2 separate regions of the Mus musculus genome follow, and region 1 is linked to region 2. The links are chromatin contacts, called in public Hi-C maps. All regions are on one chromosome and are shown on one strand. Each heading gives the region's core, a stretch centred on a gene start, on an enhancer-like site or on the middle of the called end of the contact. The rest is flanking DNA. Distances are from core to core; before and after follow the strand shown. Region 1 holds the start of Pdzd2 (PDZ domain containing 2). Region 2 overlaps Pdzd2 (PDZ domain containing 2).

Region 1 (3,979 bases), core at 288-2,787, 120 kb before region 2:
GCTTAAAAGACACAGGTGGCCTCTTCATGGCTCCTGAGATTGGGAGGGGGTGGTGGCAGCTGAGCCTGGGATCGCTGAACAAACAGATAGCACTGCATAATTGTGGGAGGATTTTTAGTGGCATCCTAATAACACCTTTCTAGGCAATGGTGCCTATTTCATTGAACACCTCCTAAGCGCTACACAGAACAATCCACTGCTCCGTTCTGCATGGTAAGGGTTTTCTCTATAGACAGGAGGAGAAGCTTTCAGGCGGTGAAGACTGCCGTTTATAATACCCAGGCCTGGATTTGTATAGACATTGATCTCTGTGGATTGGGAATTATAAACGCCAAGGAAAAGCTGAATCCAAGAACCCCAACACTTGCTGAAAATACTATCTAGAAACGCCTTGGGTCTACTCTGGTCTCTGGTGCTGAGGGACACTCCATGAGGGCTGCAGGTGACGTAGCTGCTCTTCCAAGAGAGCAGCTCTTAATGCTTTGCTGGGCAAATCTAGAGCCTAGCCATGCTCCAACGTATCCTCACCTCCCTCAAAGCAAAAGATTTCCAATTACTGTTCTGCAGAAAATGTCAAAAGCATTATTCACCAACTCATGATCCCGAGGTTTGTAATTTTTCCTATGTTTTTACCCTTATCTGCCAGCACTTGAAAAAGACCAGCTTTTTCCTCTCAAGAGAGCTTAATTTGCAGAGCCGTGCGGTCTCCCTATTATGTTCTTATCGTCCTCTCCCTGTGGTAGGCAGAATGACAAGGATGACAAAAAAAAAAAAAAAAAAAAAAAGGGAACCAAAAATATTTGAAGACTTCCTGAAAATCTGTGGGATGAAGCATCCAAAAAGCTAGAGGCTCCCGTTTTCCCAGTGACCTGGAATAAAACGAAGGGCAGTTGGCCTTAGCTCTTGAGGTTCACTCAGAAGGAGGTTCACAACGTCCAAATCCTCCATCCTGGGGCCCATGGAATTTCCTCTAGCGGCTTAATTGAAGGATTAACAGCTCTGAGGTTCTTAAGACGCAAAGAGGTTCTCTCTCCCGAGGAATGCTCATACCAAGACTATATTAAGTATCCTAAGGACCAGAGGCCAGTGGATGGATGGTTGGCTTTTCTCCGGTCTCCCTGGGCCTCCCCACCCAATCTCTGATAAGGCAATTGACATTTTTCTCCGCTATGTGCTATGTTAAGTGCTATGCAAAAGGAAATTAAACCTCCTAGCTCTAGTTCTTCCACCTAGATGGCGCCCCAAGCCCTGCCTACATGGCGTTTCTGAGCCGCAGTCTCCCTGGATCGGTTCCTCCCAGGATCCCCAGGAAGCCGGCGCACTAGGACTGCTGTTTCCCTGGGAGAGCGGTCCTCCCCGCTCAGGGGCTTGCTCGGGGGAATCCCCGCCCACCTTGTCATTCCTGCAGGGGAATCCCCGCCCCCTGGGCCTGTCACTCCGGGAAGGTAGTTCCCGCCCCTCGGATCCAGCAGAGGGAAGGAATCCCCGCCCATTCTGGAGGCTCGGAGCATCCCTGCGCTGCGCAGCGAGAAGCTCACTCCCAGCGCCAGTGCGTACTAGCGGCGGGCAGTGGGACGCGGCGGGGCGGCTGCGGCGGGCGCCCTCCAAGCGCCCCACCGATCGCAAGACGCTCGGGATCGCGCCTCCGGCGGCAACCAGCAAACCCCTGCGGCGCGGCTTCTCCCGGCAGGCGCGGCAACAGCACCGGTGGTGGTGGTGGCAGGGGCGGCGGTAGCTGCGCCGGCACCGCCGGGCGGCGCCTGAGTCTGGACGCTCCAGGAGCGGCTCGAGCCTCCGCCGATCCGCGAACAGGTGAAGAGACCTGGCGCCGCAGCCGCGACGGGGGTGGGGCTTCGGGTGGGCTAGCGGGGTAGCTGAGCTCGATAACCCCAAGACGGTGTGCGCTGGAGAAAGTTCAGTGACAATCGGGTGTGGGGATCCCAGTTCAAGCAAAGAGGCGAGTGAGGGCACCCAAGTGGGTCCCCGCGTTAGGTGGCGCAAACTCCTCTTCCTTCTAGTGGGAGGTAAGAGGGGCACAGTGGAGGAGAGAGGTTGGGCGGAGCGAGATGGAGACAGCGGGATAACCGGAGGCGCCTTGCCTGGGACGCCTAAATCGGGCCAAGAATCCTTATCCCAGTGTGTTGGTTTGTCTCTCTACCTTAGCCAGTTACTGTTTTAAGGACCATCCTCCCGCGCTTCATCTCTCGCTAACCCCCCTGCCCACTAAGTGGCGCGAGAAAGAGTCCGCATGAAGAGCAAGGGCATCTTTGGGGGTTTAATGTCATCTGCCAGGGAGATAAGGGATGTTCCAGTAGGAAAGTATTTCTTCCTGAAGTCCCCCCCCCCAAAAAAAAAACCACCTGCCCGCCTTTCCCAATGAAGCACAAGACTGAATTGTGGTGGGGGGAGCATCTAGGACCCTGGACAGAAGTTTACCAGCGGCCCTTCAGCAGCCCTGCTCTCTGCATAGCTCTTGATAAGGGACCCTGGAGTCACACCAGGTCTGGCATGTGCTGGTGGCAAACACTGGAAAGTCGGACACTGGGGCATTCCAGAGTCCAGGCATATACTGGAGATTTGGGCATTGTGGAGGCCTGAGCTGGGGCTTGCCTCTTCCATGGGTTTTGCTTGACAAGTCACAATGAAGCTCCTGAAGGTTAAGTGGTTGTGGAGTGACCAAAGAAAGTGAGTTTCTCTTGCAGACACACCCCTGAATCTTCACAGCACTTCTCTTGGGGGGGGGGGGGGGGAGGAACCTCCCACATTCATCTCTGCTCCAGGCTTGGGCGATAGGGTCTCGACTGTTTCTACTGGGTCAGCTTTTTCTGGCCCGTGCCTTCTGGGTGGGAGCCAGGTAGGTACACGCTGGCAGGTGTGGTGTGGGAGGACTGCTTGTGAGGGCGGAATAAAATCTCTCAGAGCACACCCCTGGCTGTGGGTGGTTGTTCTAGCTCCATGAATTTCTTCTTCTATTTGGATGAGCCAGGAACTGCTGCTACTATAAAAGCTACACCGTGGTGTGAGCTTGTGTGGTGTGTTACCGGGTAGGAGTAGCAGGGCTGGTAGGTGTTGGGAAAAAAATCAGAACCATGTGAGGTATATAAATGCATCCCCTTGGCATAGTTAATAACCGCCTAGAAAAAGAAAAAGGATATTGAATGGCGCTTTACATCTATCATTGAAATTGATTTTGGATGCACTTACGGCAGTTTACTATTTAAGGAAACGTATGATAATTCCTCTATTCATTTCAATCATTTGGAGCACCTGTGGTTTGCTGGGTCTAGGGCTTCCAAGGGAAGTGCACAGAGTAAAGAGACTCTGTCCCTGCTGGCAAGCGTTTCAGTGTAGCAGGAGAGATGTCTCTTTATAGCGATGATACAAGCTAGAGCCCTCTGGCTTTAGAGTAAATTCTCTATGCTTAGTGGGTGAAGGAATGAAGGTATGATTAAATTGCTAAATTTAAGTAAGTTCCAAATAAAACATCTTAGGGGTATGGAGGAGAACAAAGCCCCCTTTTCACTGTGGGGATTGTGGAGCTTTGCGGGGGTCCACCTAGAGGAGGAAGTGTATGCAGAAAGGTTGATCCTGTCTTTGGATTCTTTCATGGCACCAGAGACTGAGCTTTGACCCACATGAATCTGGTTTTCCAGACAGTTGGGAAATAGTTGGGATTTTTGAACAAGGGTCTATCACAATCAGGTATTTGCTTCCGGGAAATTCTTGTGGAAAGAACTGAGACAGGGAGAGGAGAGACGTCGAGTCTAATGAGGAGATTCTTGCAGCGCGATGGTCGAGGAGGCAGTGAAGGTCTAAGCTAGTGGATGGCAGCTTGTGAGGAAGACAGAAAAGAGTCATCAACTGTGGGGCAGGGGTGGGATTCAGAGAGCAGAGACAAAGCCCACCTGCAGGCTCTGAGCACAAGTAGTTGAGCCAAGTTAGGGAGTTTGGGGTTTTAACATCTGACAAAGCAGCAATC
Region 2 (3,839 bases), core at 868-3,367:
ATGATGGTGGAGACGCAAATGTGTCCTAGACTTTCTCTATTCCTTATGTTCATTGATGATGGGTAGATCATCTCAGTACCGTGCACAGGGCTACCCCCAAGGTAATGGTAAACACAGCATGAATGAGTGCAAGGATGACCTATTTACCAGCTGCAGGGATGGAATGAGGTTTACATGGAAGCCTCGAGGTGTGCATCTTACATCCCTGTGGGCTATGAAGCTGCTGAGTCCCACTCCACACAGCGTTAATATGCTGACTCGACTGGACAGCCTGGAGATCGTGTGGCTGAGCTACCCGGGCTAGGAGTAAATGCAAGTGACTCTCAAGGCTACAGGTGTGTCACCTTTGAAGTCTGTCTAGTAAACTCAGAACAGGCTCTGTTCTCCTCCCAGAGGATTAAAGAGAAGCTCTGAGCCCCACGGAGTGCCAGAGTTTCAGGCCAACAGTGACATTTCCAACGTCACGAGCGAGTGCTTGCCTCTCAGTTACCACTTGTAATTTGGAGTCTCAGTGTTGAAGAGGGACACAGATCAAACATTGAAAGGCGCACAACCTCCAAGGTAAAAATAGAAGGTAAAGTCAATACCAACTTAATTTTGACTAATAGCACCAGGTTTCTATCCAAACGGAGCACTTGAGCCTTATTTTTATAGCTTTCTTCCTTGTCCTTTAAAAACCTGCCATGTTCTGAGTCTCTGAAGACTTGGAAGAGGGCAATTAATTTTTAATGCACAATGCAGAGTTTGGAAGAGCTGAGCGGGTCACAGTGTGGCAGGACTCCAGGCCCAGCCACGGCTACTGGAGGAAGAGGTCTTAGGCTATTAGAGAAAGCTTGCAGCCACTTAGTTCATTAATAACATCTTGATTCTTGTTGAACACTTTCAACTAAACGTGAACTCTCTCCAAAGGTCAAGATCTAGATTTCGTTGCTGTTTTGTTTTTTGTTTGTTTGTTTTTCTCATGCAAGTCTTCCAGCGAAGTTGCCATAACTCCTCAGTCATGGTCGGTCTTTTCGCTGACACTTGTGGCCTCTGGCAGATGGACGCAGGCCTTTCTTTTCCTAAAGATGAAAAGCATGTCGCTGATAGTATTAGGCTAAAGAAATAGCTCTGTCAGTTCTGCATAGGCACAAAGGAAGGGAAAGTAGGTCACGTTGGGAGCCGGGTCTGTTTGTGGAAGTAAAAAAGGATGAAGAAGAAAACGGCAGAGAATTTGGTTTTATCAAAGCTTCTTAAGCCAACGTGATGGTGTCACGGGCTCGGGGTCTGTCACCACTGTGTCTCTCCCGTCGCTCACAGGTTTATAGCAAGCCTTCCTAAGCCAGGCTCAGAGACTGTCACACAATGGGCACTAATAGAGCCTGCTGAATAGGATTCTCTGTGTTTCCTCTCAGGAAGCATTTCCATTGCCACTAAGACAGGCTTCTGAAATGGAAGAAAGGGTCTGGAGGCCTATCTGTCTGGGATAGGAGATCTATAAGGAGTGGCTGTCCAGGTAACCCTGGATTTCCCCTATCCTAGTTCTAGAGTCTCATTCATTGGCTGTTGTGGACTATCTGGAAGGATCAGGAATGAACAACAGAGAATTCACAAGGAGCTCAGAGTGGACTCTCACTCACTTTGATCTGGGGGTCACGGGATTTCTTGGATTAGGCCATCCTGAGGGAGATGCTAAGAATAAGCAATGATAGTAACGGATGAACCTGCCCCAGACAGAACCCAGCAGCTTGGAGCACTGTCCACACGTGGGGTCCGAGGGATGCTTGGCTTGCAGAGCACCAAGCCAGGATGGTTTCTCAGAGCTTTAGCAAAACCATCAAGATACTCCGAGTTCTCTCAGCTCTAGGGGTTTTTTTCTTGTCTTTTCACTTACTTACAAATTTTTTTCATTTTTAATTGCACCGCATATTTTTTTTGTGGGAGTTGTGATCTTGAAAAAAGAAATGCATGCTTTTTTTTTTTTAAAGAAGAGTTTGTGATTGAGTCATTAGGGAGGCCGGCTATTTATGGAAGCACTGCAGTGATGCAATTTGTAAAAGGAGGAATCGCTCGGTTGTGCAAATAAGCAGGATCTTGTGTTACGCTTGGGATGCGTCTAACCTATTTGCTGTTTATACGTGGAGAACCTTCGTGGTGATCTGTAGCTCCATGGCTCCGCCTCTGACAAAAGAGGAAGCAGCGCTACACAGACTGTTACTATTTTAATGTCTGTACCACTGCCGAGAGCTTTAGCAGGGTCTCAGTCTGTAAGGATGCTGCTGCAGTGTGTCTTCTTGGTTTATCCTGTGCATAGCTGTCCGTTATCCCTACACTCATCGGCAGCATCATTAGCAACACAGAGCCTGTGCACACTACTGGAGGAGGGGAGCATCGAGATGATTAGCCTGTTACACCCCGGGCTCAGGGGAAGGGAGGTGTTGGCAGATTCCAGGGCCACCAGAGTTGATGTGAACTTGCACGTGTGAAGACACAGAGGATGTGGAGTTAGGTCACCAGGCCTGGCAGATCTGCTGCTGGACTGGCCAGGGTCCACAGACAGGAAATCTTATTCAACAAGTGGGCGAGCACAGGTAGCAGAGCCAGCTCCAAACCTGAAAAGTATGACATCATTTCCTCACCATTGAGAACAAGAGTAAACAAAAGAAAAGGGTGCAAGGTCAACTGTGTGCCACGGTAAAGGTCACCTAGAGTAGGAGCGACCATGCGTTTAAGGCAGCGGTTCTCAACCTGGAGGTTTGCGGACCCCTTTGGGAGTCGCACAGCCCTTTCATGGGGGTCGCCTGAGACCATCAGAAAACACAGATGTTTACATTATGAGTCATAGCAAGATTAAAGTTATGAAGTAGCAGTGAAAATGATTTTCTGGTCGGGGGTCACAACAGCATGAGGAACTGTGTTGACGGGTCACAGCCTTAGGAAGGTTGAGAGCCACTGGTTTAAAGGACGACTGTTTTGTCACTCCTTCGACTGGGATCTTTGCATCCCCCCACTGTGCATCAAGTTTTTTTTTTCAGTCTTTTAGTAATGATGTTAGATTGTATGAATGTCTATCAAATGCACTATTTTAAAGATACCAGAACCCTTCCTTAAGGAGCACAATGATAAAGAAACACAGTGTCTAAATCAATGAAGGTGCTTGTACTTTGTTCTGGTGGTACTGCGGAGGAGTAGAGTTGGAACTATGGCCTCTTACTTCTTGGTTTCAGTTTACACATCAAGGGGAACTTTTGACATCACAGGAACGAACGACACTGGAAGATGTTAGTTAACATGTTAGATCCTACCTGTCTCAGAAGATTGACAAACAAGCCTTGGAATTAGAGTTTGCCCTTTTCCATAGTTTCCTGAACACATTTTCTCAAAGGGCCCCCTTCTGGTTTTTCAGAATCCTCATATCTGTAGAGTCAGTCCTCCTTGTTAGTCACCAATGAACCAGGGCAGCCACAGAAGCAGAGGTGGGAAACCACCATCAGGAGCCAGCCCATACTACAGATAATGTCTTATCCATGGTCTGCTTGAGAAGGCCATTTAGTTGACAAGTCTTCTTGTCCAGCTCCATCATGCTCAGAGACAGAGGACTTGATGGTATCAGGTGGTCTTGAGATGCAGTCTCTGGGTTAGAAAGTGAGAGCCATTGTATATCGGCATATCAGGAATGCCAACATTCACGCTATACTCCAAAGTCTCTCATACAGAGAATTCGTAGGAAGTGGAAGAAAAGGGAGGTAGAACTTTTACCTGTCTTCTGGCAGACACCAGAAGCTTTCGAAAGCGAGTCAAGCTGGGGTCAGAAGCCTCTCCTTTAGTCATAAAGGTTGTCTTGGGCTTACTGAATCACG

What was found. A called contact is a pair of places that touch in the nucleus more often than the background predicts.
Region 1: a contact with region 2 is called in a Hi-C map of cerebral cortex, with 2.9 times the contacts expected there. The contact joins the promoter of Pdzd2 here to the enhancer-like site in region 2. A contact is called at or near these places in 7 of 39 promoter capture datasets (cranial neural crest, embryonic stem cells, frontonasal cranial neural crest and 4 more), 1 of 15 datasets of contacts at CTCF or cohesin (CD8 T cells), 11 of 484 Hi-C or Micro-C datasets (the G1E-ER4 cell line, cerebral cortex, embryonic fibroblasts and 6 more), 13 of 115 datasets of contacts at active chromatin or transcription factors (CD8 T cells, SST interneurons, craniofacial prominence and 7 more) and 4 of 9 other capture datasets (adipose tissue, embryonic stem cells, liver and 1 more).

Annotation. Positions count from the first base shown.
Region 1 is chr15:12,737,450-12,741,428 of GRCm38.p6, reverse strand. It overlaps Pdzd2 (PDZ domain containing 2), which reads left to right and starts at 1,537. Exons shown (of 26, transcript NM_001081064.2): 1 at 1,537-1,812.
Region 2 is chr15:12,616,094-12,619,932 of GRCm38.p6, reverse strand. All of the region lies in intron 2 of Pdzd2 (PDZ domain containing 2), which reads left to right. Among named protein-coding and RNA genes, the nearest start is that of Gm41273, 34 kb to the left of the region's middle. Within about 2 kb of position 2,117, at least 50 of the 459 cell types and tissues checked have an H3K27ac peak or open chromatin away from gene starts, as enhancers often do. A contact at or near this core is called in CD8 T cells, SST interneurons, cerebral cortex and 3 more, where this site is marked.